Regions from separate parts of the Mus musculus genome. Here region 2 is linked to region 1. Evidence: chromatin contacts called from public Hi-C data. All regions are on one chromosome and are shown on one strand. The core of a region is the stretch at or near the end of the contact, and the rest is flanking DNA. Distances in the headings are between cores, read along the strand shown. Region 1 holds the start of Tmem132e (transmembrane protein 132E). Region 2 has its middle 32 kb from the start of Gm24612.

The links. Hi-C and Micro-C count contacts between places; a contact is called where the count stands out from the background.
Region 2: a contact with region 1 is called in a Hi-C map of cortical neurons, with 1.8 times the contacts expected there. The contact joins the enhancer-like site here to the promoter of Tmem132e in region 1. A contact is called at or near these places in 1 of 15 datasets of contacts at CTCF or cohesin (pro-B cells), 11 of 484 Hi-C or Micro-C datasets (cortical neurons, ganglionic eminence, liver and 3 more), 15 of 115 datasets of contacts at active chromatin or transcription factors (the 230-238 cell line, astrocytes, craniofacial prominence and 11 more) and 2 of 9 other capture datasets (adipose tissue and liver).

What each region holds. Positions count from the first base shown.
Region 1 is chr11:82,387,497-82,390,196 of GRCm38.p6, reverse strand. Tmem132e (transmembrane protein 132E) reads right to left here and starts at 1,297. Exons shown (of 9, transcript NM_001304439.1): 1 at 1,084-1,297. The coding sequence starts at 1,150.
Region 2 is chr11:82,563,138-82,565,837 of GRCm38.p6, reverse strand. No RefSeq gene overlaps it. Among named protein-coding and RNA genes, the nearest start is that of Gm24612, 32 kb to the left of the region's middle. Within about 2 kb of position 1,422, at least 11 of the 459 cell types and tissues checked have an H3K27ac peak or open chromatin away from gene starts, as enhancers often do. A contact at or near this core is called in cortical neurons, where this site is marked.

The DNA of each region.
Region 1 (2,700 bases), core at 48-2,547:
GACCACTACAAACGGACGGTTCTCTCAAACATCCAGATGGCTCGCTCCACTAAGGCCTTCTCCAATTCTGTCCTTGGCTCACCCTCTCGGGAGTGGGGCATCAGAGTCTTATATCCCTAGCTAGTCCTTTGCTGGTTGGGGAATTGTCCCGGGTCAGCTGGTTTCACTTGGGCGCAGCAGAGGGCCGCTTCCCCGCCGCCCCTGCCCCCTTGCTTCCACAGCTCCCTTTCTCTCGTTTAGGTTTGCGCCCCTCTCCTCCTGGAGCATCTCCAGCTTGCGGAAGCCCGCCGCAGCGCCCTCCTGGCTCATCTTGAGTTCCCACTCTGGGTGGGGGAGGTTGTCCTACTACCCCCTGCCTCCAACCTTCATATCCCCCATCTCACTGCTGGGGCGCACCATCCCCGGGTTCCTCCCTCCGTCACCCCTTTCCGGCAGAGCCCAGAGCCCAGGGCGAGCCTGGGGAGCAGACGCAACAGATTGCAGAACGCTGGAGCGCGGCCCCGCTGCCTTCGCGCGCCGCCAGTCTCCCGGCCCGCGCCCGCTGCCCAGACCCCCGCCCGACTTGCTCTGCGAGCCGGCCGGCCATTGAGATGCTGCTCACAAGCCTCCCGGGCCCCAACCGTGCGCGTCCCTGTCCTAGGCCCGCCGCAGGAAGCCAGACAGCCGGCGGCACGGCCCGCACCCGCCTGCGCGCCGGGCCCGGAAGCCGCGATCTCGCCGGTCCCAGTGGTCCCCAGCCCCTCGCGCTGCATGGGGAGCTGCGGCCGGGTACCCGAGACTCGACCTAGCTGATCTCTCGCACCCCTCTAGATATCCGTGAGCTGACACGCCCCCAGGGTCTCGGGTTTTTCCCTGAATTCTAACTCTGAGACCGAGGAATCTACCCCCCCCCCGCCCCAATCTCCCCTGGACCGACCTCGGTCCCCTCAGCGGACTCCCGCTGCAGCCGGGAACCGTGCTGGTAGCGACGGCGGAGAGTCCAGGGGAACACTGGGATGAGGTGCTCCTTCCTTCGGTTCTCTCTGCGCCCCCTCCAGGGGCGCCCGCCGCATCTTCACCCCGAGTCTGCGCCGCGACACTTACCGTGGGCGAGCAGCACAGAGAGGCAGAGTAGGGCGGCGCCGCGGCGGCCCGACATCCCTGGGGCCATGGCCGAAGCGGGGGCAGGAGGGGTCCGAGGGTGTAGAGATCCACGGCGAATTGGTCTCAGGCTGGGCTCGGTCGCCTCCAACTCACTGGCGCCCAGCTGTGTCTGTTGAGGCTTCGGGGGCCAGAAAGCGCAATTCGGGGACACTTTGAGGGGAGGGGCGTCCCGGGCACCACCGGCTACACCCTCGGAGCCGGCGGGGGCGCAGCTCGGGGCGGGAGGAGTCTCCACCTCCCCGGGCTGGTGCCCCCTGCAGGATCTGCGAGGAGAGGGGGGAGCCGCACGTGCGGTCCCAGGGCCCGGTGGCCACCAACGTCCCGGTGGCTGCCGAGGGCCGCGTGCCGAAGCCCCTGGCCTCGCCGCGCCGCTCAGATCCGTACTCGCTCGTAGGTACAGAACCCCAACGCGAACTCGAATCGCCTCGGTTTCGGTGGTAACCCCACATGCACAGCGCGGCTTTCTTCCTCTCCCAAGCGCCCTGCAGCAGTAGGGAAAATCCCAGGTCGGGAGGAAACGGATGATTTCTTTCGCAAAGAGAGAAAATCCAGGCAACTTTAATCCATCCGGGGAAGGAAAAGTTTCCTTGCAGGGATGAGACAGGCGACGCGGGTCGCCACCACCCTAGGCGACGCCCAGACGAAACGTCTGAGGTGGGGGACCAGATGTTTGTCCCTTCGCAGTGCTCGGTCTTGGACTCCAGCACTCTCTCCAGTCTCGACCGGGGTCTGCGCTAGCACAGGCCAACTCGGCGCCGCCTGGCCAGGCTGGGGTTCGGTGGCTGGAGCAAGGGTGGAGCTCTAGGCACTCGCTGCCCCATGGAGATGAAGCTAGGAGAAGCGAAGGAGCGGAAGCGCCAGCTAAGGCGCCCCAGCTCGAGCCGTTTCTTCCCAGAGCGTCTCCTCCAGTATCCAGCCCGTAAGCGTTGTAGGATGAGAGATGGGGTGGTCAGCCCTCGGCAGCACCGGCTACCCTTTTCTTTCCTCTCCGGTAGGGTGTCGCTGTCTCAGCACAGGGGTACCTTGCCCCGCCTCACACCTCTCCTCGCTTTCCCGGGGGAACCTACACAAACCTTGAACTTTTCCGAGGTTCACAGTCTCCGATCCCTCGTCCTACCCATCACCCCCGCCTTGCCCCTGGACACCCGCTCGCCCGTTGCCTCGGTGCGGCAGGGCACAGGCTGTCGCTCTTTCGGAGTCAGTCTGGGCGAGTAGATCGCCGCTCCAGTCCCAGCTACGGGTGGCAAGAAGCGGGAGCGCGGCCAGTGGGCTAAGGCAACCGCACCTGCGCAGCCCCTGGCCGGAGAGGCAGCAGCGGGTACCTAGGCGGCCTAGAAAAGATAGAGATGCCGATAGGGGTCCAGCTCTCCTTGGACGTGGGGTTGGGGAAGAAGAAGAATCAAGGACCAGAGGAAAAAAAAAAGAGGCGGGGGAGCCACAGTTGACCGAAGCAGTCGCTGCCACCTCCACGGCGCTCCTCGGTAAATGGTTGAAGAAAGACACACACACACACTGATGCTCGCTGCCCTCCTCCTCGGTCCGGCATCCAGCGCCCAC
Region 2 (2,700 bases), core at 173-2,672, 180 kb before region 1:
TGTCCCGGGAGAGAGGCAGGCAGTGGATAGGACATCTGCTGAGAGACCCACACTGCACCAAGAGTGTGGTGGGCAGTGTGGCCCTGGGCCAGGGCTGGGAAGGATGCCGGAAGGTCATGGCTTCCAGCAACCTCAGCTTGGAGGCTGTGTCCTTGAGTCTGCCACATCACTGCACCCCCAGGGTAGCTTTCATTTGGGGTCTGTGATCAGGGTCTCCTCCAAATGTGCATTGTCTTCCTGCAGAACAGGAGGGCCAAGGTAGGGGCATCATTTCTAGATTCTGTTCACTTAATTGAGTTGAGAACTCTATAGTTCCAAAGTGATCATCTTTCCTTCCCAAGATCACGAAGCAATCAGTGAAGATCAGAACTAAGAGCCTCTCAGGCAGATAGTCCTCCCACACCCCCTTGCTCTTGGCCAGGTCCCCTTCAGGACATAAGGCCAGCTTATCCTGGGAAGGATGTGTGGCTCTCTGTTGTCCGTGGTGATACAGCGCCGACCCCAAACACTTGTGACTTCTAAGTTTGCTGAGATTTAAGGCCAGTGGCGGCTGGCCTCCATCTCCCCAGGCTGTGGGCAGCAGGAGGGGTGTGATTCATCTTTCCTCTCCTGGTGCTTAATAAGAACAGGGCTATAAATGTAACCGGCCGTTTACGAGCCCCACCGGCTACAGCCTCTTCTGTCAGATGTAGCAGTTGTATGGGCTCCCCCAGCCTGATCCTCGGCCCCTGGAAAGAGGAAAAGATGCTCTTGGGCCTTTCCACCTCCACCCTTGGTCCTGCTGCTCCAATTCCCTTAGAGTTCCTTTCCTCCCTGCTAAAGGAGTGTGTGTGTGTGTGTATGTGTGTGTATGTGTGTGTGTGTCTAAGGCAAGCCTAGCCCCTCTTGACACCATGAGACATGGTCAGCCCAGAGAATCTCACATCACACACAGGAACAGTGAGCATGCTCTGTGCTCAAGCATTGCCAGAGGTTTTGCAGGTCACAGGTCCTCTACTGTGAATTCGAGCTCTGCTGAAGGTGGGCTTCTGTAATAGCCCTGCTGGCAGCAGCTGCAGAGGACAGCAAAGCCTCAGCTTCTGCCTAGAAGCAGGAGGAGCCGGCTACACCGACTGCTTTTGTTCAGAAGGGCCAGGAAACTTGAGACTAGCCATCAGAGCTGTGTAGCAGCTGATCCCACTATCCATGCACAGAGCTCCACCTGTGGTTAGCTCCCTGAGTCCACCATATCCTTTTCCCCTTCACTGTTATGACTGCATAGTGGGGCAGCCTATACGTGCTGAGGGCCAGTCATGAAACACACACCTGCTATTTTCAGGAGGTGGGCTCCTTCCCAAACCCTTGAGCAGCTCCCACCACCTCTCTGAGCACCACCCCGATCATCTACAAGACAAGAGGAACAGCGCCTACCCACCACACCGGCTGGTGATGCTTTGTCGAAGACAGACTGAGACAATTGGCATGCGTCGCCCACACAGAGCCTGGCATGAATAGATGCTCTGTGCTTGTGAGTTTCCTTCCCTCTTACCTGGGCCACAAAAATAGAGGAGGCATTTGAGGCGTGGTGGGGGGAAGCCGCACAAAAAGGAGAGCCTACAAAAGACACAGAATCTGGGAGCTGGCCAATCAATGCTGGCATAAGCAGACCCGGGCTATCATTGCTTAACCGATTTTGCAGGGAAAAACATCAAAGGACGGCAAGAAATGAAAAACAAACAGAGCAAAACCAATACTCATTTATCTAAAACTAGTTTGCTGTCAAGGAGGGGCCGGTGCCTTTGCCCGAGGATCCATCGATTACAACTGCAGAGAGAGAGGTGACAGGCAAGAGGCATGCTCCCTTCCTCAGATTTTACAGGACAGGGAGAAAGACGAGGAGAGTTTCTGGTGAAGACTCAAGAGAGGACCGCAGGCAGAGGAAAATAAAGATGTCAGGCAGCTCTGGGAGATGTGCGCTCTTCTTTTTGGCTGCCAGTGTTTCACCCAGTATACAGAGGCATTCTACATCTGCACAAAAGTTGGGGGTCCAGCAAAGGAGAGCCAATCATTGGCCCCCACAGAGGCTGCCATGAGCTGCTGAGCATGCTCTGTAGTGCACAAAGCCCAGGGGAAAGTGGGGACTGAAATGTAACCCATAGCTCATTCTGTAGCAATGGTTCTCAGCCTTCCTAATACCGAGACCATTTAATACAGTTCCTCATGTTGTGCTGACCCCTGAACACAAGGTTATTTTGTTGCTTCTTCATAACTGTAACTTTCCTAATGTTATGGGTCATAATGTAAATACTTGATATGTGACCCCCAAAGGAGTCATGACCTCCAGGTTGAGAACTTCTGCTCAGAGCACGATCCCTGATTCCCCAAAGAAACAGCTGTATTTCCCCTCTGCCCCCACCTCCTGCTAGCATGTGCAAAGTATCCTGATGGTTAAGGTATATCTTAGTTAGGGTTTTTATTGTTGTGAAGAGACACCATGATCATGCAACTCTTACAAAGGAAAACATTTAATTGGGGCTGGCTTACAGTTTTAGAGTTTTAGTCCATTACCATCATGGTGGGAAGCATGGTGGCATGCAGACAGACATGGTGTAGGAGGAGCAGAGAGTTCTACATCTTGATTCGAAAGCAGCAGGAGACTGTGTGACATATGAGGCATAGCTTGAGAATATGAGACCACAAACCCTGTCCCCACAGTGACAC